Linked DNA regions of Mus musculus: region 1 is linked to region 2. A link is a contact called in public Hi-C data. All regions are on one chromosome and are shown on one strand. The core of a region is the stretch at or near the end of the contact, and the rest is flanking DNA. Distances in the headings are between cores, read along the strand shown.

Region 1 (2,700 bases), core at 9-2,508, 300 kb after region 2:
TCAATTTTAACAGCAGACAAACCTTCAAGTTTTATGAATTCTGGATATGAGGAAGCTATTCTGTGATAGAGTCCAATCTTTCATCTCATTTCTATCTTTGAATTAAGTCATTTTGTTACTTCATGAATATTTGAATTAAATATTTTTGTAGTCATAGTTTCCATCTTTTAATTATTATCATCTAATTAATAGTTAATCCCTGTTAATATATTAATATATAATCCCTGTTACTAAATATAATATTAGTATATAAGCATACTTTCTCCCAAATTAGCACCATATTTCCTTTATATTTTTCTACTCTTTTTTTCCACTCTTCATTGGACACTCTCTTTTTGTTTGTTTGTTTGATTTTTGTTTTGTTGTTGTTGTTGTTGTTGTTTGAGACAGTGTTTCTCTGTATAGCCCTGGCTGTCCTGGCTCACTCTGAAGACCAGGCTGGCCTCGAACTCAGCAATCCTCCTGCTCTTCCTCCCAAGTGCTGGGAATAAAGGCATGTGCCACCTCTGCCCAGCTTCATTGGACACTCTTGTGCTTACTTGGTTGGTTCCTTTCTTTCATGGTATTTATATTCAAGTGGTAGGATATTTTAGCTGATTGATTTTAATTCTGTACTTACTTTCTAACTTAATGCTTCTAATATAGATCTCTATAAACAAAATATAGTTTTCACGTGCATTTTAGAAGTCTATCTTTGTTAATATTCTTTGTTAACATTTGGGGTCTCATTATGCAGCCTTGGCTGGCCTGGAGTTCACAGTGCAGACCTGGCTGGCCTTGAATTCACAGAGATTTTCCTGCCTCTGCTTCGCTGATATTGGGATTAAAAGCATGAAGCACCATGCCTGGCTTTCTTTGTTAATATTTGATTTGCTTATGTATGACTTTTCTATTGTTCCTTTTTTGTTGTTGTTGATATGATGACGCAAGAGAGGTATTATCAAATAGGTACATGCATCAGAAAGTAATTTTAATATAAGCATGTCATTTTTATTGTTGTAAAAATTACATAACAACATTTTATTGACTGTGTTTCTGGCTTTAAATGTACATATGATTTGTTTAAATGCCCACAACTGTCTAGCCATTGGTTAATCTATGTATCAGTTTATTTTTTCTGCTTTTGCTTTGGTAAGATCTCATAGCCCAGACTAGCCTCCATTTTTATATGTAGCCAATCTGAGCTTGACCTCCTGGTCTAACAGCCTCTATTCCCCAGATTCATAGGCATATGTAACCACACCTGGCCTTTTGCATACCAAATTAACTGACCAAGTCAAATTTGACTGCAATGAAAGTCCATGTGCATACGGGTGGTATTGTATGTATCATGGGGTGAATTTCAAATCCTCTCTGATGCTTCTGCACAGATTATTCTCAATGCTTGCGGTTATCATCCTTCTCCCCCTTGGTTGTCACCTATTCTTGAAGATCAGGTGAATTGAAGACCTCTTTGATAATTTCTCTTCTACTAACCAAATCTGTCAATGCAGAAGCTAGAAACGGTGTCTCTCTCTTTACTAACTAAAGCAAGGTACCATCACTTAATTTACTCTACTGCATTGTAATCATAATTCTCCCAGACTTGGCTTGAAGCAAGCATTCAGTATGTCTAGTGCTTGGCATGTACTAGCCACAGAACACTCAGCTAGCCAGATTTTATAAGAAACTTGGCATTTTTCCCTTCATATTCTCGGCAGATAATAATAATGATCATGCTATTTTTACTAGGGCATTACTGTATAGAATATTAATATGTAAAATTTAATTTATCTTATAACTGCAAATTGTTATATAATTTTTATACATTTTTAAAGTGAGTGAAAAATGAAGTCATAGATTGGTAAGTAAACTCAAGGTCACACAATGAGTGTCAAGGCCAATTTTATTACCAAGAAATTTCAATACTAGTGTGTGGATACTGAATATAGGCTTAATAAATCTGATGCAGGGTGAATAAATATCTACCAAAAGGCAGTAAAACATACATCAAATGTTTCAATGGTTATGAGGTTTTATGAATTTTTTTGGTATATATTGCTTTCATTGTTTATTCAAGAAGATCCACTTGTTAAAGCAGGATGGAGCCAAATAATTTCTTCAAAGATCTGTGGCAAGTTTTGTGATATTCGTATAGAGAAAAACAGGTATTTGCAATAGTTTTAATATTAAATTTTAGAAATAATTTGATAATATACAAATTGAATTTCTTCACATTGTGATACTGTATGCAAAAATGTAACAGTTCATTCATAATAACTTCAAATTGACATGATAAGGACACAAAAACTCACTTGGATTTCAGAGTAACATTGACTTATTCTTTGAATTTATATTGATCATTGAATCAATATTAAAATGCACTTTTGGTTTAGGTTATATATATATATATATATATAATTACAATTTGCAAAAAATAAAATAATTTAATTGGTTGCTTTTTTTACTGTTGATATTCTTTATAGAGATTTGAAATTCATTTTTATTTTTTCAACCATGTTAATCCCACATAAAGAAAAAAATGTCTTTTATATTCTAAAAATTTATTATGGATTTTTTTAAATATGGAAAAAGAGCAATTCAAATAAAATTTAAATCAATTTTTGATAAGCAATAAACTTGTTAATTAAATCACTCAGAATCTGTAAAAATCATGCATTTCAACACACTCACACACACACACACACACACACACACACA
Region 2 (2,700 bases), core at 138-2,637:
TGTGTGTTGGCTGCCTCTTTCATTTCCATCTGTTGAACTTTGTCAAATACATTTCTTCGTCTGAATGGCTCTGTGGGACAAATGGCTTCCTAAGAGACCTGTTCTCCTCGCAGATAGTTGAAGGAATTTTTCCCCATCTGTTTCTGTATTTTCTACAGTTCTGTGTTTACAAACAGAACATGGAGTCTGAGACCCTGTTCACCATAATTCTTGCCCTTTACAGCTTCTCTTATAGCCTTCAGCAGTACAGACTTACACAGACCTATCGCTGAAAGGTGGGTTTATGTGCTCAGATGTATCCCTCGTCTCTCCTGTTTGAAAATTTAAGCAGGAAATTTATAGGCTTTAAGTCCAAGTGCCCTACAGGGAGTCTTAACAGCCTTGCTAGTGTGATAGAAACATATTGTGCCTGTTTTTGAAGGGGATCTTGAGATTTTACTGTTTTATAAATTAAAGAAAGGGGCAGATATCATAAATTTATGCTGGAATTCAATAACTGTTACCAAAACCACATCTTATATAAGAGAGGGCTTGTCTTGTCAGGAAACAAAAACTATACATTTTCTCTCCACAGGTTAAAAGAATGTACTGACTGGATTAGTACTGACTTCTCTTACATTGGTTACAGGGAAGAACTGTGTTCTTATTTTGTGTATGGGTCCATTTATTTCATAAGTTTTGAACCTGGCATTTAGGAAGGGAGAATGCATATAAAGTTCCTTCAAATGTCAACTGACTTATAGCCCGAGAAGGTTTGGGTCATTTTTTTCCCATCTTTGAAACACAGTGTCTCTTTGACAGTTTATTTTTATTTACTTATTTATTTTTATTATTGTCATTGTTGCTGCTGCTCCTAGGTTAGAAGGGAGCTTCTTGGGTACAGGAGGAGGCCAGTAGGATGGGGGTAGATTTTGAAGACACAAAATTGACCCTAAGCTTTCCAAAGAACAATATGTATCTATATTATTTTTCTTGCATATATATATATATATATATATATATTTTTTTTTTTTTGGTCACGAACCAAAGTTTGACACATTACTACTCTAGTTCTATCTGTATTTCCTTTGGGCCCTCTGCTGTCTGTTCGCTGTTTATGGTTTCTTTCTTTCTGTTATTTTGACATGAGCCCAAGTGACTTCTATTAGGTAATATCTAACTTTCAAATGATCAAAAAAATTACTTCTTCACACTTTAATAATTTGCTTCTGACTTCCACACATGAAATAGTCACCAGTCTTAATGTCTTTATGGAAGACTATTATCACCATAGGTTCTTACATATAAATTATTTCCACTACTAATTTTTGAGCGGGGTGGGTGGTGAACTATTCTTTCTAATCCAAGCAGAACTGCCTGGCAGTGGTCGCTCCTTTCTTGTTCTCTGGTGCATTTGACTTTGGTCTGCGCATTATTCTTTCATGCCCTCTAATGGCGGCCTGAGGAAACTCTTAACAGAAACAATTCCAAGAAATTAAGCTTACAAAAGTAAGAGATCACTTAGAGTATTTAGGAGAAAGGACATTCACATGACAGGCATTATTGCTGTGGGAAAAGACCATATGTTCATATATTGAGCTTCTGAGAACAGATCTTTGGTTGGCTTAACATGTTTTTTAAGCAATTGTTTGATTGGTGTGATTATTTTGAAAATTCTATTTGTAGTTGTTTTTAAAATTCTGTGATTCTTTTTTCTCTAAGAGGTAGGTAGATATTTTTCAAAAGTGTCCTTTTGCTTTGGAATTTGCAAATATGCATTTGTGTTAGAGCAACACATGGATGGATGGGTGTGCCGTCGAATCCATCAACACTGTGCTGTTACTACAAGGTGAGGTTGAAAGGAGTACGAAGGCTCAAGCTTATTTCTTTAGAGGATTTACCTTGTCTGTGATGTTAATATGCCCCTGACACTGGATGTCTAGAGGAAAGCTAGTAAAATTGTCCAGGTCTCAAATAGCATAGCTCCATACAGGAAGTTCACTTTCAAGTTTAAAAGGCCTTGGAGAAAGATTTCACATTTTCTCACCACATCTTTCAAATGTGCTTTTTATCAGCTGGTTCCAGCTACTCAAGACAAACAGGTGCTTTTGTTGTAGATGTTATTTTTTTTCAGTCTTGAATTTCCTTTCTTTCCTATTTATTGTCCTCATTCTCTTCATTCTGCTTTATTTCTTCTTCCAGACTGTTGCCTTCTCTTCAGTTATGGCTGTTTGGATTCAGTGCTGGCCCCAGTTCTTAATCTTGCTATAAAACAGGCTGGTGTATCTTTTCAATGACTTGTCTGGAGAACTTTTGTAAGATGGCCTCCACAAATTATTCTCTGACCAAACTTTATTACCTTTTGGATTTACTAAAACTAATACTTACAAGTATTCCTGCATCTCGATAACATTTATATAATATGATAAAAATATATTTCTCAAGATTTTTTTTTTATAAAATGTCAAAACTGAAAAAAAAAAAGAAACAGACAAAACAAAACAAAACAAAACTGTCCAAAGTGGGCTGGGGTGATATCTAAGGAGTTGATAACACTTGCTGCTCTTGGAGAGTTTGATTACTGTCTTCCACACTAGGTGGATTACAATTGCCTCCAACTGTCCCCTCCCACTCGACCAGCAAGAAAGATGCAACCACTAGTTCTTCTTAATGAAGTTTTTACTCAGGCAGCTACTTACTTCAAATCCCCCAACCTCTCTA

Evidence for each region. Hi-C and Micro-C count contacts between places; a contact is called where the count stands out from the background.
Region 1: a Hi-C map of cerebellum shows a contact between it and region 2, with 4 times the contacts expected there. The contact joins two enhancer-like sites. A contact is called at or near these places in 2 of 484 Hi-C or Micro-C datasets (cerebellar granule neurons and cerebellum).

The regions. Positions count from the first base shown.
Region 1 is chr9:91,955,828-91,958,527 of GRCm38.p6, forward strand. All of the region lies in intron 1 of Gm31409 (a long non-coding RNA gene), which reads right to left. Among named protein-coding and RNA genes, the nearest start is that of Gm31409, 4.0 kb to the right of the region's middle. Within about 2 kb of position 1,259, at least 2 of the 459 cell types and tissues checked have an H3K27ac peak or open chromatin away from gene starts, as enhancers often do. A contact at or near this core is called in cerebellum, where this site is marked.
Region 2 is chr9:91,652,859-91,655,558 of GRCm38.p6, forward strand. No RefSeq gene overlaps it. Among named protein-coding and RNA genes, the nearest start is that of Gm39400, 54 kb to the right of the region's middle. Within about 2 kb of position 1,388, at least 4 of the 459 cell types and tissues checked have an H3K27ac peak or open chromatin away from gene starts, as enhancers often do. A contact at or near this core is called in cerebellum, where this site is marked.